Linked DNA regions of Zea mays: all the other regions are linked to region 3. Evidence: chromatin contacts called from public Hi-C data. All regions are on one chromosome and are shown on one strand. Each heading gives the region's core, a stretch centred on a gene start, on an enhancer-like site or on the middle of the called end of the contact. The rest is flanking DNA. Distances are from core to core; before and after follow the strand shown.

Evidence for each region. Hi-C and Micro-C count contacts between places; a contact is called where the count stands out from the background.
Region 1: a Hi-C map of endosperm shows a contact between it and region 3, with 3 times the contacts expected there. The contact joins the promoter of LOC100284052 here to the promoter of LOC103626417 in region 3. A contact is called at or near these places in 3 of 25 Hi-C or Micro-C datasets (ear, endosperm and tassel).
Region 2: a Hi-C map of tassel shows a contact between it and region 3, with 2.5 times the contacts expected there. The contact joins the promoter of LOC100283751 here to the promoter of LOC103626417 in region 3. A contact is called at or near these places in 5 of 25 Hi-C or Micro-C datasets (bundle sheath, ear, endosperm and 2 more).

The regions. Positions count from the first base shown.
Region 1 is chr5:60,344,055-60,346,754 of Zm-B73-REFERENCE-NAM-5.0, forward strand. It overlaps LOC100284052, which reads right to left and starts at 1,251. Exons shown (of 13, transcript NM_001370614.1): 1 at 1,189-1,251; 2 at 645-942; 3 at 429-540; 4 at 276-349; 5 at 56-124. The coding sequence starts at 935. It overlaps LOC100501691, which reads right to left. Exons shown (of 13, transcript NM_001196366.2): 10 at 2,643-2,699; 11 at 2,467-2,544; 12 at 2,314-2,361; 13 at 1,922-2,196. The coding sequence ends at 2,125.
Region 2 is chr5:60,406,555-60,409,254 of Zm-B73-REFERENCE-NAM-5.0, forward strand. It overlaps LOC100283751, which reads left to right and starts at 1,307. Exons shown (of 4, transcript NM_001367171.1): 1 at 1,307-1,886; 2 at 2,050-2,189; 3 at 2,291-2,363; 4 at 2,453-2,700. The coding sequence starts at 1,472. The coding sequence ends at 2,562.
Region 3 is chr5:59,946,294-59,948,993 of Zm-B73-REFERENCE-NAM-5.0, forward strand. LOC103626417 (protein PHOSPHATE STARVATION RESPONSE 3) reads left to right here and starts at 1,437. Exons shown (of 7, transcript XM_035959046.1): 1 at 1,437-1,826.

The sequences.
Region 1 (2,700 bases), core at 1-2,500, 400 kb after region 3:
GCTACTCTGCCTAAGACACAGACAAGCAAGAAATTTGTTGTATTTGTTTATAGACCTTCAATGCATCGGGAACTTTAGGAAAGAGAACAAAACTATTAACACCAACATCGCGGGCCTTGTAAACCTGCACATACCATCAGTTTGAAGAGTTACTTAATACTATTGATCCAAGCAATAAACACGTGAATTTGTCTCCAGTAAATTCATCGAAAAGAACATTGCAAACAAACATTCAGGATACGAGATAACCCTCAAGGCCCCAACACTTTCAGTACCTCGTCAAGCAGCCCGTGCCTCCACCCAAGCCTATAGCACCCTGGCATAGCTCCGATAGGAGCATCTTCTTCTCCTACAGATCACCGAGCAAATCCAGCATATCAGATGTGAATTGTGTTCAACTCTCTATGTCAGTGAATTCCACTACCAACCTTCATGGATAAACAATGGAAGCACAAAGTTAGCAGGCGAGATGCTCGTCTCCTGGAATGCAGCCCTAAGAGCAGGTGATTTGCGGTTGCGACGGGGGCGCTTTGCCATGTCCTAAATAACACGTGGGGAGAAGAATATGTATATGCACAAGTCAGGATTTTGCGGTTACAGTAAGAGCACGCAAAATTCACAGACGAAACCCATCGAGTGCATACAAGGGGCCTGATCTCCGGCGTTCCTTCAGGGGCCTTCGGCCTAACCAGCGGCGGGGGAGCAGGGAACTTCCCAGCGACGGCGTCGGCCTCGCACTCCTCGATGGTCCTCCCGGACGGCGCCCTGACGGCCGCCGCCGCCTCCTGCTCGCTGCTGACCCGGACGGCCGTGGAACGCAGCCTTGGCCCGGCTCTTGGCACGGCGGAACAGCTTCCAAAGGTGGCGTGGCCGTGGCCACTCCTAGCCTGGAGCATCTGAACGTTGGCGGGGGAGAAGGAGACGGTGAACGCCATGGCCGAGCTGCAACGGAGGTCAACGCCAATACGATGGATTCCACAGACATGGTCAGCAATTGAGAACGACTCCGACGCCTGAGCATATCTTATCTTCTTATCTTCTAATAATGCCGAATAGTTCGACCGAAAATCGGAAGTGGTGTTCTCGGAGGGAGAGAAATCAGGGGGATTGGAGATTGCTGTGTGCAGTCAAAAACTTCCAAATCTTGGAGAAGAAGATGAGGAGCACTTGGCGGCAGGGGGGTGTTACCTGGACACTGGAGAGGACGATGAGGAGGAGACGCAGCAGCACGGAGAAGCTGCTAATCCTGTGGCCTCCGTTTGCCCTCGATGGCGATGCCCCCGTCTTTAGTAGACCACAGGCTTGCGTTTCTTTGTCTCCATCTTCCCCACGTTTGTCAGTCACTCAGTCGCCACCTGCTCCCTATACAGCTCTGATTTGTGATTTCAGACTCTGTAGTCGCAAACACACACCCCCAAAAAAAAAACTAGAGGCATCTCTCAAACTTTTCTTTAAAAAAGAATTGGCAAAGAAGAAGATTAAGTTGGCTCGAAATTTAAGTAAAGCCGATTTCAGGTTAGAGTGAAGCTTTCAAAAAAAGAAGAAAAGAAAAGAAGAGAGAACATCTACTCGTTAGAGATCTGCCGGAGAAAGACAAACCAAGAAGAATCAGAGCACTGAATCTTTGGTTGTCCACCATAGGCGTGAGCTGCCGTATGCTGCTTGAGCAGCAGAACAGGCCGAAACCAACTTTCCCAACAGAGAAAGAGAGAGTACTCCAGAGTCCGGACCACTCTTGCAGCCTCAGGCTTTGCATTCTCTTTCAAGATTGTGAGCAAACCAGCCATCATTTCATCAGGTGCACGTGCACTGCTTCCTTTGCTTCAAAGATTGGTCTCTTCTTTTCCACTGTACTGTTCTTCTTGGTGAAATTATGCAAACTTTTACAGTTTTAGATGAAAAGGAGTGGGGACAGGAGAACTTATCATACAATGCAATATTGCAAAAATAAAATTTTGTTTCCTGGAGTCGGTCTGTGCAATGATCTTTACAGAAGGGCCAAACGGCATACCATGTGAATGACACAAGGCTTGTATAGGAAAAACGTATGGCTTTACAGGAGGAGAAAATATACACGTCGTATGACTCGTATATTACATGTCCGAGTCTGATGGTGCGCATCAATCAGGTGTTCTTCTCTAGAACAGACAGTGCTGGTGCGAGATAGTTGTTAGCCTTGTCTGGCAGATGAGCCACCTGAAAACGTCCATGCCATATATTATTATCAAACGCGAAACTAAACAGAAACAACAATTCATGGCCTTGACAAGAACGTGAGGATCCATCAGTTTTGGATTTCAACCATTAACTTACAAGTTCATAAAGCTCGTTCCCTTGGTCACTGACGTACTCGTAGCATACCTAATCGAGTGCGTAGCAACAAGTTCAGTTATTGCACGACAGCATACTATTGTCAGTAGGAGTAAGCGTTGCCGTACATGAAAGGGAGCAAGAGAACAATCTTACATCGAAACTTTTGTTTCTCGCAGTGGAATCATGCAGTGCCTTGACACAGATATCAGCCACATCAGCACAGCTGATACCCTACATATATAGGAAAGTTGTAGATATAGTGTTCTGTATAGCATATCATCCGCAAAATTTGGCATCAGACAAGCAACAAATTGTTCATGGTGTTTCACCTGGGAGATTCTGTTCCCTTGATCGAAGATCAGCGCGCGCTGGCCACCAGGTTCTTCC
Region 2 (2,700 bases), core at 57-2,556, 460 kb after region 3:
ATGGTAACGCTTGGCAGGAACTGTGAGGACATCGCCATGGCTTTTCTTGTTGCAAATGCTACTGGAGCCCCGCCTATATGGGTGCAAGGTCAGTGAGCAATGAGCACCCTTTTCATCAAGGAGTAAGAAAAATGTTCTTGACAAAAGAGAGAGAGAGAGAGAGAGAGAGAGCTGCCGAATCAGCTGAATTTGTCTGCTTCTTGCATCCACAAATTTAATCTTGAGAGAGCGGTTTCAGTTAATGGACATTATTAGTTAAAATATACTTAGATAGTCTTTTTTTTGTTTTGTTTGGCCGTGACAAACTTTATCAGCCACTGTAGGGTCTACAGACCTTATCCTTCGTTTAGATTCAGATTTCAGAGGGACGGTTTATACTTGCAATTAGGAGGACTATGTAGCTTTTTACATTGTTTGACCACACGAGCTTGTTGTTGCTTGGCTGTATTGGAATTTAAAAACTGATGAAGCCACTATCACTTTCATAATTTCCTGAGCTTCCCACCTGCTAGCGCAAAGAAGTCACTGTAGTTCATCTGAAACTTCCTTGGCATTTTTTTTCTGCTTGGCCATTGCTTGCTGCATTGGCAACAGCCTCGAGTAGCAACTGAATAATAATAATAATAATGATCCTCTGCAGCTGGTACCTTCCTCACATCCCTGTCCCTTGATATACTACCGCAGGAAGGATATTTGAGATTGGATCGAGCGGCATCAGCAGCCTGAAAGGCCATGGCTTGCAGAGATCAAGGTGCCTCAACGCGTTCGCCGCCATGTACGGCCACATGCCGCTCGTAGCCACCACAGTCAAGGCCGTGGACAGCCGCGGGAGCTGGTTCTGGTGATAAAGATATGTGCCTCTTTTTTCTGTACATCCTAGCCTTGCCTCTAGTCTACATTGTTTATATAGCAGAGTTTGAAACCAGAGATAAGAATGAGTAGGCTAGTGTGTCTGTGCATAATTCATCCGCACCTTAGAACACAGGCTATATAGATTTTACAGATGGAACTGAGACGCAGTGATTATATCCATATTGCTGTTGGAGCCTTAGTCCAACATCAGGATCAGCTAAGGCCCTGTTTGGTTCCTTTAGTTAGTAGGTAACTATGTGCAAGGAGATTGTTTATGTATGTGAGACAGTAATTATTAATTCAATGAATGAAATTTATGGTGGTGGTCTGTCTCTCTCCTCTATTTTGTGTGGAGGATCGACTATTTTGTGTGCGCCTGGCTGCCTGCCAAGATCCTGATGCTGTCCAGTTCAGTGATCAGTGGGCTAACTTTTATGTGGCTGTGACGGCCGAAACAGGATAGTGAGGATAAGGGGGGCACTCTTTCGTTGGGCCAGCGCTGCATGCTTCCTTGCTTGCTTTTTTGTCGCGCCTGCTTCTCCCCCCTCTGCCTCTTGGTGCTGCTTCCTGGTGGGGGAAGGGAAGGAGAAGGCTGTGTGCGTCCTGCGCCGATAACGCGATGGTGTCCATTGTCACTGAGGTATGGGCGCTCGCTGGATGCGGCCCGGCGTCCAAGGCGGCGGCGGTAGCGGTAGCGGCGCAGGAGTTGCCGGCGCAGCATCCTTCTCCTGCCGCAGCGGGAGGAGGGAAGGCCAAGAAGAGAGCCGTGCCAGTGTCGTTCAGAGGCGTCAGCAGCGGCGGTGGTCAGGACCACCAGCGTGAGGCCGCCGCCGTCGTCGTCGGGCGGCGGCGCGGCCTCGCGTCGTGCGCGCTCGCCGCCGTCGCCGCCTCGTTCTCCGCCCGCGCTGACCGCCCCGCGCGGGCGCTTGTCCTCGAGGAAGACGACGACATCGAGCTGCTGGAGCGCGTGAAGGAGGACAGGAAGAAGCGGCTGCAGAAGCAGGGCATCATCAGCTCCTCCGGCGCCGAGACCGGTCTGTTCACATCTCATGAGTTGCAGCCGCTCGCTCTCGTCTCTCTCTTTTTTTTTTCTTCTTCCTCCTCCCTCCATTTACGACTAGACAAGAATACCTCTGAAGCTTTGCTCTCCAGCAGTAACCGTAAACCGTGCTGTGGTTTGATCCGCAAAACCCACAGGGTATTTGCAGGACCTCATCTACAGGCTCAGCAAAGTCGGGCAGGCCATTGACAACGACGACCTCCCAGCCGCGAGCAGCGTGCTGGGACCAAGCTCAGACGCCCAGTGGGTGCAGAACATCAATGCAGCTTTCTCCAAGGTTCTTCCTCTCTCTCTCTCTCTCTCTCAACCATCCTTGTCTTTTCAGGACTCCACTCCAGCGTTCTTCTCATCTATTTCGATCCGCGTGTGTAACAACAGCTCAGCTCAAGCCCGGAGCAGAGGAACGTGGTCGACAGCTTCAACAGCTCGCTGGCCACACTGTTTACATCAGGTAGTTACATGTGCAAAAGGCCTATCCTGCTTTGTGCCCGTAGTATGAATGAACCTGACAGGTTTCGTGGATCCTCTGGTTTTTTCCAGTGAGCAAGCTCGACCCTGAATCCTCCAAGTCGGCGTTCGTGTCGTCCGCGACGGCGTTGGAGAAATGGATCGCGTTAGCTGGACTGGGCGGCCAGCTCAAGGGCTACTGATGCGTGCGAGGGGAAGAGAAGCACTGGGTTGTTCTATGTTTGGGTCCGGCATTTGTGAATCTCCTGAAGAGGGTACCGTGACCGAGAACTGAGTTCAGATAGGCATGCTATGCTCATCAAGAAACTGTGACTGTTTTT
Region 3 (2,700 bases), core at 187-2,686:
TCGGCGGCCCCGGCTGCTTCTTCTACTACTACCAGCTAGGCAGCCCCTAGCCTAGTGGTGTGGTCGCAGTCGCAGTGCGGGCCGTGACGCGGCGCGCCGCGACAACGCTTGGCGGATGCCAAGGAGCTTGGCTAGTTGGCTCTGTGGCCTGTGGCCTGTGGCCTGCGGCCTGCGCTCGGCGCCGGGACCCCGGGCCCGGGGGCGTGCGGCTGCAAGGCATCGCGTCTGGTTTGGCGTCCGCGGCGGCTCCTGGCTACTCGATCACTGCCTTTTGCGGGGAAAGCGACCCGTCGTTCCGGGCAGCGGGTGGCCCCAGACGCCCAGTGATGTGTAGTGTGGTCTGGCAGCGGCGGTCCTCGCCTCAGCAGCCGCCCGTAGCCAAGAAGTGACCTCGACGTGATACGCCGCTCTCTCGCGATATGCCGCCGCATATTCCGTTCTCCCGGCGGCGCGCGGTAAAAGGCTCTGACGTCGAAAGGAGATGGATCCATAGTTTGTTTATGCACGCGTTTCCATCGTTCCTGTTGCACTGCTAATCATGTCGCCAATTATCCATTCCTGCCTCATGGGTGGCTCCAGCTTCGCGCCCAATAGATAGAGGAGTCGCACGCTGGCTGGATTCGTGAACGGCCGCTAGCGTCCGCTCCGCTACTGTACTGCGAGGGGATCATAATAGGGCTAGTTTAGTGACCACAGAAATTGAGATGATATATTTATTTCTACCAAACCAGTCTCTAGGGTTAATTTGGTGACAACAGAATCATATGGATTGGAAAAAAAATTGAGAAGAAAATGAATTAATTTCCTTTTCAATATCCTCCAATTCTCCTGTAATCACTGGTAGCCAAATTAGCCCTTAGAACTCGTTTGGAGGACAGAGAAATAAAAGAAATCCATGGAAAAGATATCTCCTTTATTTTCCTGTCCACTAAATCTGTCCTTAGAGCAGATTTGGTGGAAAAAGAATTGGAGGGATCCAAAAGTAGCTGAAAAATTCCTCTCCACAGATCCCTAATTTTTCCTTTCGCCAAACCAGCTCTAAATAGTGAAGGAATTCTTCCTTATGGATCCCTCCTATGGTCACCAAACGACCCTTAGTTTATGGCAAATCCACCCAAATTTGTGGACCGTCGCACATGGTTTGCCGCAGAACAATTAGTTAGTACTCCAACAGCAAGTTGGCAGGCACACATCGTTTCAAGATGGCAACATGCTGATCCCAGTAAAAAGAAAAAACACAGGGCAAAGTATGGCTGCTGACACCATTGACGCGTACCGCCACTAAACCCAAAATGGGCTTGTAGGGAATTTACCGTAAATGGTTGTGCCGTCAGCCTTCAGTCTCAGGGTTTATAGTACATAGTAAAAAAAAGCAAAATAAAAAATTCGGCTGGTGGAGAGAGAGAGAGGTGGAGAGAGAGGAGAGGAGATGCGGACAGATCTCGAGAAATAACCAAATCAGAAAACGGAACCGGAAATGCAGCGAGGGAGGGAGGGAGGGAGGCTGCCCATTATTAACTCTCCCTCCCCCCACGCAGAAGACGACGACCGGAAGCAAAACAGCCAGCCAACCAACCAACCAGACCAGGGATGGATGGTGCGCACCAAGAAAGGGGGCACCGCACCGAGCCAATGATCTGCAAGAAGAGAGGTAGGATTTAGGCACGGCACCTATAGCCCCTGACGAGAGAGAGAGGGAGAGAGATTTGGTCTTGGATAAGAGTGGAGAGACTGGAGACGGGTGGGTGGAGTGAGAGAAGTCACTCGGGGAGCCTCCAGATTCTGAATCTCCCGCAACCCGTCTCATCGCCGGAGTGGAGTTCCAGGTAAGACGAGGTTACAAAGATCCTCCGCCTCCTCCTCCTCCTCCTCCTCCTCCTCCTCCTATCAGCACTGGCACTGCACGCCGCCGATCTCTTGGGGTCCTCGGCTTCAGACGGTTTCTCGCGCCAGATTTAGCGGTAGTGATCTTTGTTTCCTGGGCACGTCAACCTCGACAGGCAGAGAAGAGAAGCCTCATCCTTGGTTTGTCTTTAACTTATCCCATCTTTCCTGCTCGGAACCCGTCCCCCCCATGCATGTTTCAGTCAACTGTTTTTGGCGAGTGCTGCACGTTGCTGATTTTCTGTTGGTTTCTTGAGGTCTCCTCGAGGCCTGTTCACCAACCGCATGCCAGGTTTCCCCGACTTGTCTTCTGCAGCTGTGAGTGTAGCACCGGCACGGCAGGCACCTGAGCAGAGCTATGGGCGTGTACAGCAGCATGCCTCACTGACTGACGCTGACGGGCACCGCAGCACAGCACAGCACGCACTCACCTCATAAAATGGGTTGATTTTCCGGGACGCTTTGTGGAATCTCGAATCTAGCCTTTTGCAAACCACCCTTATTTTATTTCCCTTTCATCGTTTCATTTGCCGGAAGAAATAAACACATTTGGTTGGTTGTGGTTGCTTGCTTGCTTAGTATTAAGCGAGAATTTAACTGCAGCTCATGAACAGTCTGTGGAAGTTTCCTCCTTCAGCAACAACAGTTTTCTCTGGATTTTTAGAGTTCTTCGTCCTTTACTTTTTTTTGCCCCCTTCTATCATCCAGCAACCGTATCCAATCTTTACTGTGAGTTTCTTGGCCATGTGGACCTTTTTGGCTTCCTAGGTGTTTTATCTAAATACTGTTACAAATGGCCACCTGTTAGTCAACCAG